Linked DNA regions of Anas platyrhynchos: region 2 is linked to region 1. A link is a contact called in public Hi-C data. All regions are on one chromosome and are shown on one strand. The core of a region is the stretch at or near the end of the contact, and the rest is flanking DNA. Distances in the headings are between cores, read along the strand shown. Region 1 holds the start of GALNT7 (polypeptide N-acetylgalactosaminyltransferase 7). Region 2 overlaps GALNTL6 (polypeptide N-acetylgalactosaminyltransferase like 6).

What was found. A called contact is a pair of places that touch in the nucleus more often than the background predicts.
Region 2: a Hi-C map of subcutaneous adipose tissue shows a contact between it and region 1, with 2.7 times the contacts expected there. The contact joins the enhancer-like site here to the promoter of GALNT7 in region 1. A contact is called at or near these places in 2 of 8 Hi-C or Micro-C datasets (skeletal muscle and subcutaneous adipose tissue).

What each region holds. Positions count from the first base shown.
Region 1 is chr4:28,213,121-28,219,128 of IASCAAS_PekinDuck_T2T, reverse strand. GALNT7 (polypeptide N-acetylgalactosaminyltransferase 7) reads left to right here and starts at 3,043. Exons shown (of 12, transcript XM_038178954.2): 1 at 3,043-3,382. The coding sequence starts at 3,263. GALNTL6 (polypeptide N-acetylgalactosaminyltransferase like 6) reads left to right here. Exons shown (of 15, transcript XR_011809020.1): 15 at 914-2,545.
Region 2 is chr4:28,255,355-28,260,846 of IASCAAS_PekinDuck_T2T, reverse strand. It overlaps GALNTL6 (polypeptide N-acetylgalactosaminyltransferase like 6), which reads left to right. Exons shown (of 15, transcript XR_011809020.1): 10 at 969-1,085. Among named protein-coding and RNA genes, the nearest start is that of GALNT7, 42 kb to the right of the region's middle. Within about 2 kb of position 2,941, at least 1 of the 8 cell types and tissues checked has an H3K27ac peak or open chromatin away from gene starts, as enhancers often do. A contact at or near this core is called in subcutaneous adipose tissue, where this site is marked.

The DNA of each region.
Region 1 (6,008 bases), core at 1,794-4,293:
TATCGTGAAATACCGCACTAAATGAAGTGTTGGTAGTTAATTCTGGAAACTTCTAAGGAAAATGAAATTGCTTGAGGTCTACAATCCATTGCAAATTTCAAAGCACTGTTAACAGACTCGTGAAAAAGCCTTGTGATCTACACTTGCTGCACTCAGCAGAAAGGGAAGTTGGTCTCGGAGCTGCAGGCTTGACAAAGGAGGACTGTGTTTGAAGAAAATCTGCAGATGAGCAAAATGGGGGGGTGTTGAAGCCTTTACAGCAGCTTGTTGTATTTTGGAGCTTTGCACTAGATGATTTTCATTTTGATAGGTACTAAAGTTTATAGGCATTTCCTTTGAAAGTCTGCATTAATGTTCAAGAGAGGCCTTTATTGTGGCTGAATATTCAGGACAACGCTTAACAGGCATATCCAAATACTGACACTTCCCCAGCGCAGGCGACTGCGTGAGGTTTTGACATTTGCCCGTGACCCTGCTGCAGACACCATCCCCCAAATCCCCAGCAATAAGGCAGCTGAATGGCTTAGGGGATTGGTAATCAGATCCTTCACCCCCAGGTCATCGAAGGTCCTGGTTTGGGAGCAGCAAGGGTGTGCACCGACTTAAATACTGCCGGGTATTTATTTGGAGGCATGTGCAGAAATGAACATATGATTTTGGCTCAGCAAACAGTAGACACGTCCACATATAGATCCAAACATTATGACAGTGCCTGTCTGCTGGAAACATTTGAATGACAGAGTATCAGGCTGACAGAAGTTGATTAAGCCCCTAATAACAGTCAGGATTGTTTCTTGTTTTAGTTTAAGCTAGATGCTTAAAGCACTGTGGTGTGTACAGTCCTTTGCAAATAAGAGAGGCGAAGTTTCATGTTTAACCTTCTTTCTCTCTCTTTTCCTCTCTCTCCTTCCAGGTCATAAAAGACTTTTTAAAGTGTTTCTGAATGTTACTGGAGACAATCCAAAGGCAACTTTAATTTGAATTCTCTATCTCAGCCGTATGAGTTTGGCAAGAGCAAAAATATGTTCTGCATATATTTTGGGGGACTTTACTCCACGGGAGGAATGAAGAGTGCAGAACCTGAGACTTCAACTCGTCCCTAATGAAGACAAATGCCTTCGGTGGGGTGGTGCCAGAAGATAACTGACAAGGTCAGCATTAGCCTGGGACGTCTGGAGTCGGGCTGGGCTACCGGCGCTCCTGGAGCAAGGGGACAGCAAAGGGAAGGGGGAGCCCCCTCGGGGAGCCCTGCCGGGGCCGAGCCGGCCCAGGGGCTGGCACCAGGGTCCCGTCCCCGGGCCCGCACTGCCTCCCAGCGGGCATCGGCTGCTCCTCCTCCGTGGGGAAGAGCTGCCGGCTGAGGAAGCCGCTGCCCTAGGGCAGCTGAAGGGGAATTGATTTATGGCCGGGTGCCAGGCTCTGCCGCACGCGGGGTCACCCTCCAGCGGGGAGCTCTGCGTGGTCTCGGATGTGCCCTTCATTCATGGGTATCGGCAGGATGTAAGCCTCCATTAAAAAAAAAAAATATATATATATATAATAGGTGGGCAACCTTACAAATGTGAAATCGTGTAGTATTGACCGGCATGCAGGCAGCCCTGTCCCTGTCACTCAGCTTTGACAAGCAGCAGCAGAGCGGCTTCCCAGGGCCGCAGCCAGCTCTATGCCACCCTCTGTGCAGCACTTAGAGCGATTTGTTTCTTCTTCTTGTGTGTGCACCAGCACAGCAGAACAGAAAGGGATCCCCAAAATGGAGGCTAAGCCAAGGGAGGCAGGCAATGCCACCTCTTGCTGCAGTTAAGGTCTCCTGAAGTTGGGGGCTTCCACCCCCCCCAGCCTCGTGCAGGTGCTGTTGTCATCCTAAAAACAGGCACTGGAGCCTTCATGTGGAGATGTCAGTGTGATCACTGCCATTGCAAATGGGGAGGGAGCTCGGGAAAACACCCCTGGGGACCTCTCCTCCAGCCCTCTGGAAGTCAGAGGGCCATGCAAACACCTGTAAGGGTTAGAGCTGTTGCCCATGCTGTAAGTGCTGCTTTCCCGTGCCTTGTACCCTTTAGTGTGGGGAAGGATCATGGGGTGCTATACAGCACTTGCATGGGTTATACGAATAAACAAAGACTTCTGTGTCTAGGTGTGTCAGCTACAAAGGTCACTCTGTTTCTTTTTTTTTCCTCCAAAGTGATCCTGTTCAAGGTGTAATATCCTGTTTTCTTTCTACAGCGCTTATCATTGAAAGTTAATGTTCAGGATTGCTGGATCTGATATCCTCACAGTGCACACAGGGAAAAAAAAAGGATGAAATATGTCAAAATAAGCGGATATTACTGAGCGTGTAGAAAAGGCAAAAGTGTTACATGGGGAGTATTGTCCTTACATCACTGTGCTTTGTGGAGGACTCAAATAATCAGGTTTTTGTGTGCGTGCAGGTGTGTGACAGCCCTTCAAAGGCGGAAACAGGATGCCTAACTTTTAATGCTGAAAATTAGTAATGAAATACATGCAAAGCTAGGGGCTGATAAGATCTCTGCAATCTCTTCCACAATCTGCTACCCCGAAGAAAAATGTGTTGACTTTACAGGCTTGTCCTGAACGTGCACCAGCGCCGTTCTGCCCCGGCTGCCTGCAGTAATTAATGGGGCCTGTGCTTGCCCAGCTGTACGTCCATCACTGTGCTCACACTGTGCTTGGATATTCACCAGCCAGTGCCCCATTGCATACCACGAAAAAAGAGAAGCGGGGGGGGATAAATCGAAAAATAACCCCCCCGTATACACATACAGCGGTCGGAGAGCTCTGGGGTCCCTTCCCCTTTCGTTTTGCGGGGGGGAAGCGGGGGCGCGGTGGAGCCCGGGGCTGCGGCAGGTGCAGCGGGGGCCTCCCCCCAGGCTGGGGGCTCGGTGCCGGTGCGGGGCTCGGTGCGGGGCGGCCACGTGGAACCGCGGCGCCCGCTGCCGCCGCCGCCCCTTCCTGCTCGCCTCGCCCCGGCGAGGAGGGAGGGAAGGAGGGAGGCAGGCAGCTAACGGGGAGGAGGGGAAAAGGAAAGCGAGGAGGAGGGAAAAAAAAGATTTAAAAAAAAAAAAAAAAAGAAAAAAAAAAAAAGAAAAAGAAGGGGGGAGGAAAAAAAAGTTTGTACGTGCAGCGGCGGGCGAGGAGCGGGGAGGCGGCGGGGCCGTGCCGAGCCGAGCCGTGCCGAGCCGGGCGGGGGGCGGAAGGCCGGCGGAGCGCGGCGGCGGGAGGCAGAGGGCGGGCGGGCGGGAGGATGCGGCTGAAGCTGGGCTTCCTGCTGCGCGCCGTGCTGCTGGCGGGCAGCTTCTTGGGGCTGCTGCTGCTCTGGTCCTCGCTGTCGCCCCGCGCCGAGGAACCGGCTCCCCCGGGACGGGTGAGTGCGCGGCGGCGGCGGCGCCGGGCGGGATGGGGGCGGCGGGCGGGATGCCGCGGGGCCAGCCCGGGGATAACGGGGGGCGGCCGCCGGGGCCGCGGCCTGCAGGCCCGACACGGGGAGCGGCGGGGACAGCCCCGGCCGGCCCCGCATCCGCACGGGAGGCGCTGCGCCGCGGCCCAACGCCGCCGGGAAGGGGGGCTCGGAGGGGGCCCGGGGGGCGCCGCGCTCCGGATGGGCCCCGCGCCACCGCCCGGAGGGTCCCCGCTCCGCCCCGTGTCGCCGGGGGCGGCCGGAGCTAGCCCGGGTCTCCGGGGCCGCGGCCCCTTCCCTGGACGGCGGTGCCCCGGGAGGGGGCTGCCCCCGAGCCCCGGTGTCTGGGAGCCCCGGGGTGCGCCGGGCCCCGGGGAGCTCTGCGCGAAGCGGGATCGTCGGCAGGGCTTGGAAAAGTCACAGCATCGCCTAGCGATGGGGGGAGAGGTCTTGCGCCCTGCTCGTACGCTCGGTCCTCTCCGGTGGGCTGTTTTGACTCATCGGCGAGGCGAGCGAGCTGGCATCATTCTCGCTTTTCAACACCGAAAATGACTTTGGGCTCCTTCGGCAGACGCTCTGTCTTCTGAAGCTCTCTCAGTCTGCTGTATCTTGGCAGTTACTGCTGAGATAATAGGCCGTGGTGGGTTTTTTCTTGAGATACACAGTTTATTAAGTGTTGGAGTTCCCGTAATCTGCTCTTCTCGGCACAACGCGGGCTTCTCTGTGTACGGAGAATTCTTCATAACTGTTGCTTCCATATCTCCCGGGAAAATGTCAAGAAATAAACATTTCACATCAAAAGCGGTTGAATTACTCATCCTGCGTAGGAAGGAGAAACAGACCTGCCAGTGGGCATCCTTGGGGCGAGCAGGATGAGCAGCATGGCCTTGCAGTGCCCGCCCTTAGGTGGCTGCCCCAGGAGCCCCTGCTGAGGTATTGCACTCCCAGCACAATGGGGATTTCTATGAGTGCTACACTGACTCAGGTTACCCCTTCCCACCAGCCTGAAGGATAGTTTTGAGCTGAAACCTTGTATCAAGCTCTGTTGACATGTCAGTTCCAATGTGGAAATCCCTTCTCACATGAATGTGTGGCGATAAATGAGTGGGAAGAGTTTTTGCAGCCTGTCCCTGACAAAGCAGTGCTCTGTCTTGATTACCTACGTCTGGGCTGGAGGAAGAAATATCTGTGATAGCCACCTCAGGAAATAATTCAGCCTTTGTTGGGAGCAAATATAATTTTCTTAAGTAAACACTGTCAAAGAGAAATCTAAACAGAACATGTGGTTCATTAGCGAGATCAGCCGTTTACTTATCACCATGCCGTGATATATGTGAGAGAGAACAACACATTTTATCGTCGTTTTCTAGGAAATGGTGGTGTCATTTCTAAACTGGCGTTTTGCTTTGGACTGCTTGTCTCCTGAGCAGCATCCCAGGTAACAGATTTTAGCGAAAAAGCAGTGTGTAAGCGGTGGCTGTGCCCACTGCTGGCTGTGCCTTGGCATGTTTTGGGGAAATGCCGGGACACCTCCAAGCCCACTGCTTGGTAGGAAAAGGCTGCCTGCCCCAGGACTCGGGGATGCTCCCTGTAGCACCTGGGGATGGGCTGTGCCTTGGTACAGTGCCTACTTTCTGCAGGTAGGGGTGTAATAGGGCCCAGCACTGTGGGGCATGTGGCCTGTGTTCTGCTCAGTCATGCCAACACGTGTATTTGCTCTGCTGGTGGCTGCAGATAACAGAATAATTCTTCCTTCTGTACAACACCCTCCTCCTGAAAGGTCTAGCCAACAATTTAACTTTTATAGCTAACCTTGGGCAGTACCTTTCCTTCTCTGCACTGTAAGCCCGGGCACAGCCTGGAGCATAACTTTAATAACACCCAGGCATTAAAGAAACAAAGCTGAAGAGTTCTTCTGCCTTGTTCTTTTTATCTTCACAAGCGTGAATCTTTTCCTGCTTATAGCATATAGCAGCTGATGGGGATAGGATAGGCAATAATATTGAAGATTTTAGAGTAGTTCTGTAACTATGTACCTTTTTAAAAAACAAAACAAAACAGTGCATTCTACCTTCAAATATCTTTTTTTTTTTTTTTTTTTTTTTTTTTTTTTTTCCCCTGCTGATCTTAAAAGAATTCAGTGGTCTTTTAGAGAACTGACATGACTTGAGGTGCAGAGTTTCCAAAGGAAAAATGAAAGTGGAGAAGCGACTATTTAGGAAGGAAATGAGAGAGCACAATTAATAACAGTAATACAGAAAGGTGGAGATAAGGCATTTCTTTTTCCCTTCTGGTAGAAGACTACCACAGATTGATGTATTCACTGCTATTGAAAGCGTATTTGGAACTTGAGGAAACAATACACTTTTCCAGATAATCAGCCTGTAGAGCTTTGTTTCTGCAAGATGCATTCGAGAAAAAAATGTTTGCAGGATCCAGAGGGAGAGGTGAAGTAAATATCTGTTTTTGTGTAAGTAAAGACATTGGTTATCTGATAACAAGGATTAAAAAAGGTACCCAAGATTTAAGTAGGGATGCATGCATTCTTGTTTATAGCTGCAAGAAAAGATTAGACAAAATCTTTGGTTAGATT
Region 2 (5,492 bases), core at 1,692-4,191, 42 kb before region 1:
ATATACCAAATCTGTGTGTAGTTCCATGTATGTGTGTAGGTTTTGGTTACTCTGTTTCTCTGTATCTCATTGAAGGAGAAAGTTGTTTAAGAAGTCCTCTTCACTGTGGAAGTTTCTGAAGGATTTTTAAACAGCTTAGCTGAGGTATTCAAGGACAAATATACATGTATTTGCAAAATAAATATAGCATTTTCCTCTTTTTAGTGGCAGTGGGCAGCCTGTTCCTTTTGAATAGTCCTCCAAAAATATCTCCATAATAGCAGGCGTACATAATGATATGACTAATAGTCACAGGTTAATTATTACTCAATTGTTTCAGTCTCAAAAATGAGATTTTTCCTTTTAAGAATAAGTTCCACTACAGATTGTTTGCAGAAGCATACAGGCAAGACAGCACAAAGAACCTCTGGGTAAGCATAGTAAGTTAAGTACTTTCTAATTTTATGCACTTTGAACACTAGTTCAAACCTTATCTACAATGGTATTATTGTGTAAAAATAAGAATACGCATTGGGAAAGGGTGTGCCTGAGTCTTCAAGAAATATTGCTCCGAAGTCTGTGAGAGAGTCATTCAGAAATCATTTCCTCTTAATGCAGTTGATCTCACTTGCTCCAGTAAGAGGGAAAAAGAAAAAAAGAAAAAAAAAAAAAAAAGAAAATGGACTCAACTTTGAACTTTCCACACTTCTCTCTCTTATTTTCTTTGCATGAGACTATTTCATACAGATCTACCTTTCGTTTGTTAAGCAGCGTATTTCAAACTTTGCTGCTTCCAAAGCTGTTCAAATAAAGAATAGGTCATTCCAGGAGCTGGTGCTCTATCCTGTAAAAAGTAAGACCCACCACATATATATAACTGAGTCTCAAGTCCCTCAGCTTCTAAGGTAGCTAAATTCCTAGCTCCTTAATGTTGGAAGCTCTGTTCTGCAACCTGGTTTAATGTAAGATGTCACTGCTTGGTTTTGCAGATTCGAAACGTGGCAGCCAATCTCTGTGTGGACAGTAAACATGGAGCCACGGGGACTGAGCTGAGGCTAGACATTTGTGTGAAGGATGGCTCAGAACGGACATGGTCACATGAACAGGTATTTTAACAGCTAAAAGACAAAAGCACTGTCAAATTGTTACATCTTTTTTCCAATTTCTGAAGGTTTCCTCTTTTTATTAAGACAAAACAAGGCGTAGAAATTATTTTTGACTGATTGCTGACCTTAGTAGTTTTTTAAAAAGTATGCTTTAACCTAACCTCAGAATTTTGTCGTCTGTGCTATATATTCTTCTGAATTTCCAACAGGAATTGTAATATCCAAAGAGCTTTGGGGTGCCCCATTCTACCTCATTGTGTCATGAAAACACTTTGATTTCAGTTCACTTACCTTAAAATATTTTAAATATACTACCTGGGCATGTAAAGATCTACTGGTTGTCTCCTTTTATACTTTCATCTCAATAAACAGTAAGTGGTCGTATGTTAAGTGAATAAGAAGTATAAGCGAGATAAATGGGGTGAAAGCCAGAAAGGGTTTCACATGGATAAGGGATTATAAAGACTCAAACATCCTTTTATCTGGGTAAGTTAGGAAGAAAAATATTACCTCCCAGGAGTATGGAGGAAAAGATCTCTCATTTGTACTCACCATGATTGTGAGTGCCATAGGAAAGAAATCATGACTCACTAGCTCTGGCCAACATGAGCAAAGAGAATCTGGACAAAAAATACAACCTGACCATTTATTAGCAATTCTAGTGAACATGTCTTCCACACAGCAAAGTCACGGATTAGAAAAAATCACCAATGCTGAAGAGAAAAATTGACTTGGCAGTCATACATGGCACTTCTAAAGATATTAAAAGCTCAAGAGAGAGGAGTTCTGAGGGATATTTGAAGTGCTAAGGTCAAAAAATCATTCTCTGAGGATACTGAGAAATGCAGGGGGAGGTGTGTTAGTGAATGAAGTTAAGAAGCTAAAGAATGATCACAATTTAGATAAGTGCCAACACAAGGGAAATGAGATTGCCGAAAGAAGGCTTCTTCATATAGCTAGCAAAGGTAAAGCACAGCAAAAGGGTGCTGAAGTAGATATATATATATATATATATATATTTATGAAAGACATCCAGTAATTCAAACAACTATTTAAAGGAATTTTTATGGTCCAGACCAGACCATCATTTTGACCTCTAGTTTTAAAATCTGCAAACATAAAGAGGTCCAAACTCTCACCAAGAATAGAGGGGGCCCACTGCCAGATATGAGGGAAAAGAGGGAAGAAAACTGGATGAAAAGTGGCTAAAAAGAAACAACAACAACAAAAAAATACCAGGGAAGCAGAAAAAAGGGAGTCTTGAAATATCATTTGAAGGTGAGTTCTGGTTCTGGTGAGGACACAAAGGGAGAATACCATCAGGAAGGACTCTGTGTTTCACTGCATTCCAGCACATCATGATGCTTGGAAACAAATTCAATGCAATAGTCCCCATTCTACACTAATAACAAAAAGTAACTTCATTAAGATAAATAGGGTTAAGTTAACACAGAACAAGTTCAACCAACCTCAAAGTGCTGAGCCAAAACTATGAAACCTCCCAAACTGCTTGACGTGTGCCTCGAGGGAATCATGAATTATTTCTGCGAGGCTGGAGTAGAACAGCACGTACCTCCTCGCCACAGAATAGCGTTCAAAACACTGCAAGGGAACATTTTTCTGAACAGCATGGTACAGTTGCATTGGACAAGGACTGCCAAAACCCAAGCCAAGCAATTTAATTCAATTTTCTGAACAGTTCAGTGACTTTTCTGGGTTGCTTAAGAGGGGCAGGAGCAGGATCACACAGCTGATTTTGTTCGTTTTTCTTACACATTTCTCCTTTTCCAAGAGCTACTGTTTAAAGTGTGTAATTCAGAAAACAAGCAGCAGAGGGCAGCTCCGCACAAGCTGAACGCAAACGGGCCCCAAGGAAGGTTAATGAATTAGCAGCGTTGGGTGCTTCTCGGTGATGACAACCAGAAAAGATGGAGCTTTTCAGCTCTGACAGAGAAGGGTGAAAATTAATGGCTTTAAGTTCCCCACACACCTGCCCCATCAAATAATAATAATAATATTTAACACTCAAAATAGTCTGTTTTCCTTTGCTAAAATGGGGATTGTTTGGATTTGTTTGTGGTGTGTTGTTTGTGTTTTTTTGTTGTTGTTGTTTTTGTCCCAGGAGACAGGACCACATTCAAAAGCTGTTGTTCCAACTGACAGGAGCGTAGGTGCCATTAGTTTATCTACCTGTCAATGTAATTCCAGAAATCATGAGAAATGTTGAAGAATCCCTAGAAGAAAATTAGGGTAACATAAATACAATTTCACTTTCTCCTAGAAAAAGTTCACTTCACTTTCTCCTCTATTTTCTAAAACTAGAAAATAGAACTTTTAGAATAAAGATGATTGGCATAATATCCATTACTGTATTACTAAGTAACTTTATTTGCATAATCTTATTACTTTTAATATCCTATTGGTTTCTTGATTAGTATAGAAACAAAATGAAACTGGTTGTACTCAAATATTCAGACTCCTGATACAAGACACGTTCACGTATCTGGTAGATTTCAAGGGTGAGTCTGTGCAAGGTACAGGTTTTCAAGATACCAGTTAAGAAAGAGAGGAAAGAATTACAGAATCTCATAAACTTTAAGATGAAGCAGACTAGATAGTAGACTTGGCTGAAACTCAGAATTTTTATCCTACAGAAAATGACAGTACATGCAGATTATCCAGAGGAGAATTTTTGGTTTTCTTGTAGAAAAGAAATTCTGAAAATACTTAATTTGGGAAGGTAAAAATGTTCTGGTGATGCAGAGCTTGATTTTTTTTCAGAAACAAGATAGCATCCTTTTCCCTCCTTTTCCAGAAGTTTTCCTCAGTGGAGAGACAGTATGCACTGATGTTAGCAGCCAATTTTCCACTGCTCTAGCCGTAGCTGATGCCTTTGTGTCTTGTAGCTCCTCAGGAACCCAGAGGGCAAAATCTCAATTTCCACCCTGGCAAGCAAAATCTGCCTTTGTGTTAGTGACAGGTGGTAGGGAGAAAAAAATCCCACAAAGGTATATTTTAGATTGGTGTATTTTGATGAAAATTTCTTGACTAGCTGTCCTTATTCAGTCCCAAAGACTACACAGTCAGAAATGTTACCTGCAGTAGATGTTATGATCACAGTCTAATGAAGCAGCTCCCAAGGAGAAAGAAGGTGATCTACTTGCACCCACAGTAAGCTGTGAAGATCAGCTTTGTTAAAGAGTGTTTGGGAAGAAATGCAAAAGAGCTCACCAGCCCTCAGATAGCTCCTCCTTATTGCTAGTACCTTCTTGAATTTGTTGCTTACAAGATTTCTATGTATGCCAGTAGACGCTAGCAGTATTAATAAAATTATCAAGCATTTTACTGTCATGTTTCAAGTAGAGTTGACTGACACTGAGCTGGTCTTGTAACTCGTGGTGTAAATTTACAGGGAGTTCTTTGAAAAATACATGATATGGCTGGTGTAGTGGATGTTAGTGCTGATGGTATCACTAGATAGAGTCACGACCCCATGTTCTCCTTGATTCAGCCCCTTAGCAGCCCCTTAGGAGACCTTCCACCCCAGAGCTATAAAAGCAAACAGCAGGCAAAAGCTTTGTGGATGTCTTGCACCTTTTCTGGTGAATAGGAGAAGAATCAGAAGTGAAGGTGATTGTTACTGAGGTTTCTAGAAACTTCCTCAGAATTAAAATACAGAGGGGAAGGAAAGGGGCGGGAGGGTGGCACATCTTGGCAATCTTCCAACTCTCTCTTCTCAGAACTGCTACCTGGTTTGAGGGAAAATGGGCCCAACCAAAGAGCAGCAAAGGATGTAGTGGCAGGAATTCTCTTTGTCCTCCAGGCTCGCCAGGGAGTGAGTGGACAAGCATCATCTCCAGCCCAACCCAGCCAGTAGCTGTGCAATCCACCCAGCTCTGTCTTCTAAGAGATAAAAACTCAAGTCAAAGTCTAGTTCACAAATATGACATTTTGTCCTTGTGCGGGGTGCGTGTTGTCTGCTTAAATCTTGTGCTATGGCCTGAGCACAACACTTGCTGACAGAGCCTGGCCAGGCAGCAAGCAACCAACGAATGTTGTCAAGTTGGAGAGCATTAATGGTTTCAAAAGGGCCTTTGTCCTGTAGACAGTCCCAAAACAGTGGCTGTGTCAGGCAATCATTTTTCAGGCCCAGTGCCAATTACAAATTAAGCTCTTCTTAAAAAACTAGAGAGATGGAAAGCAGTATTTTTCCAAGCTGTCCTGTGACTGGGCTAGGCCTCATCAAAAGCTAAAGCACACAGGCTGAGAAAATACTTGTTTGCAAACACAGAGGATGGGGCCTTGTTTTACAGGGTCTGTGGTAGGATAGGAGGTGGAGGAGGAGGGGGAAAGGAGCCAAAAGCAGAGAGAGTTTCTTGAACTTGACAGGGAGCAGCAGCCCTGGAA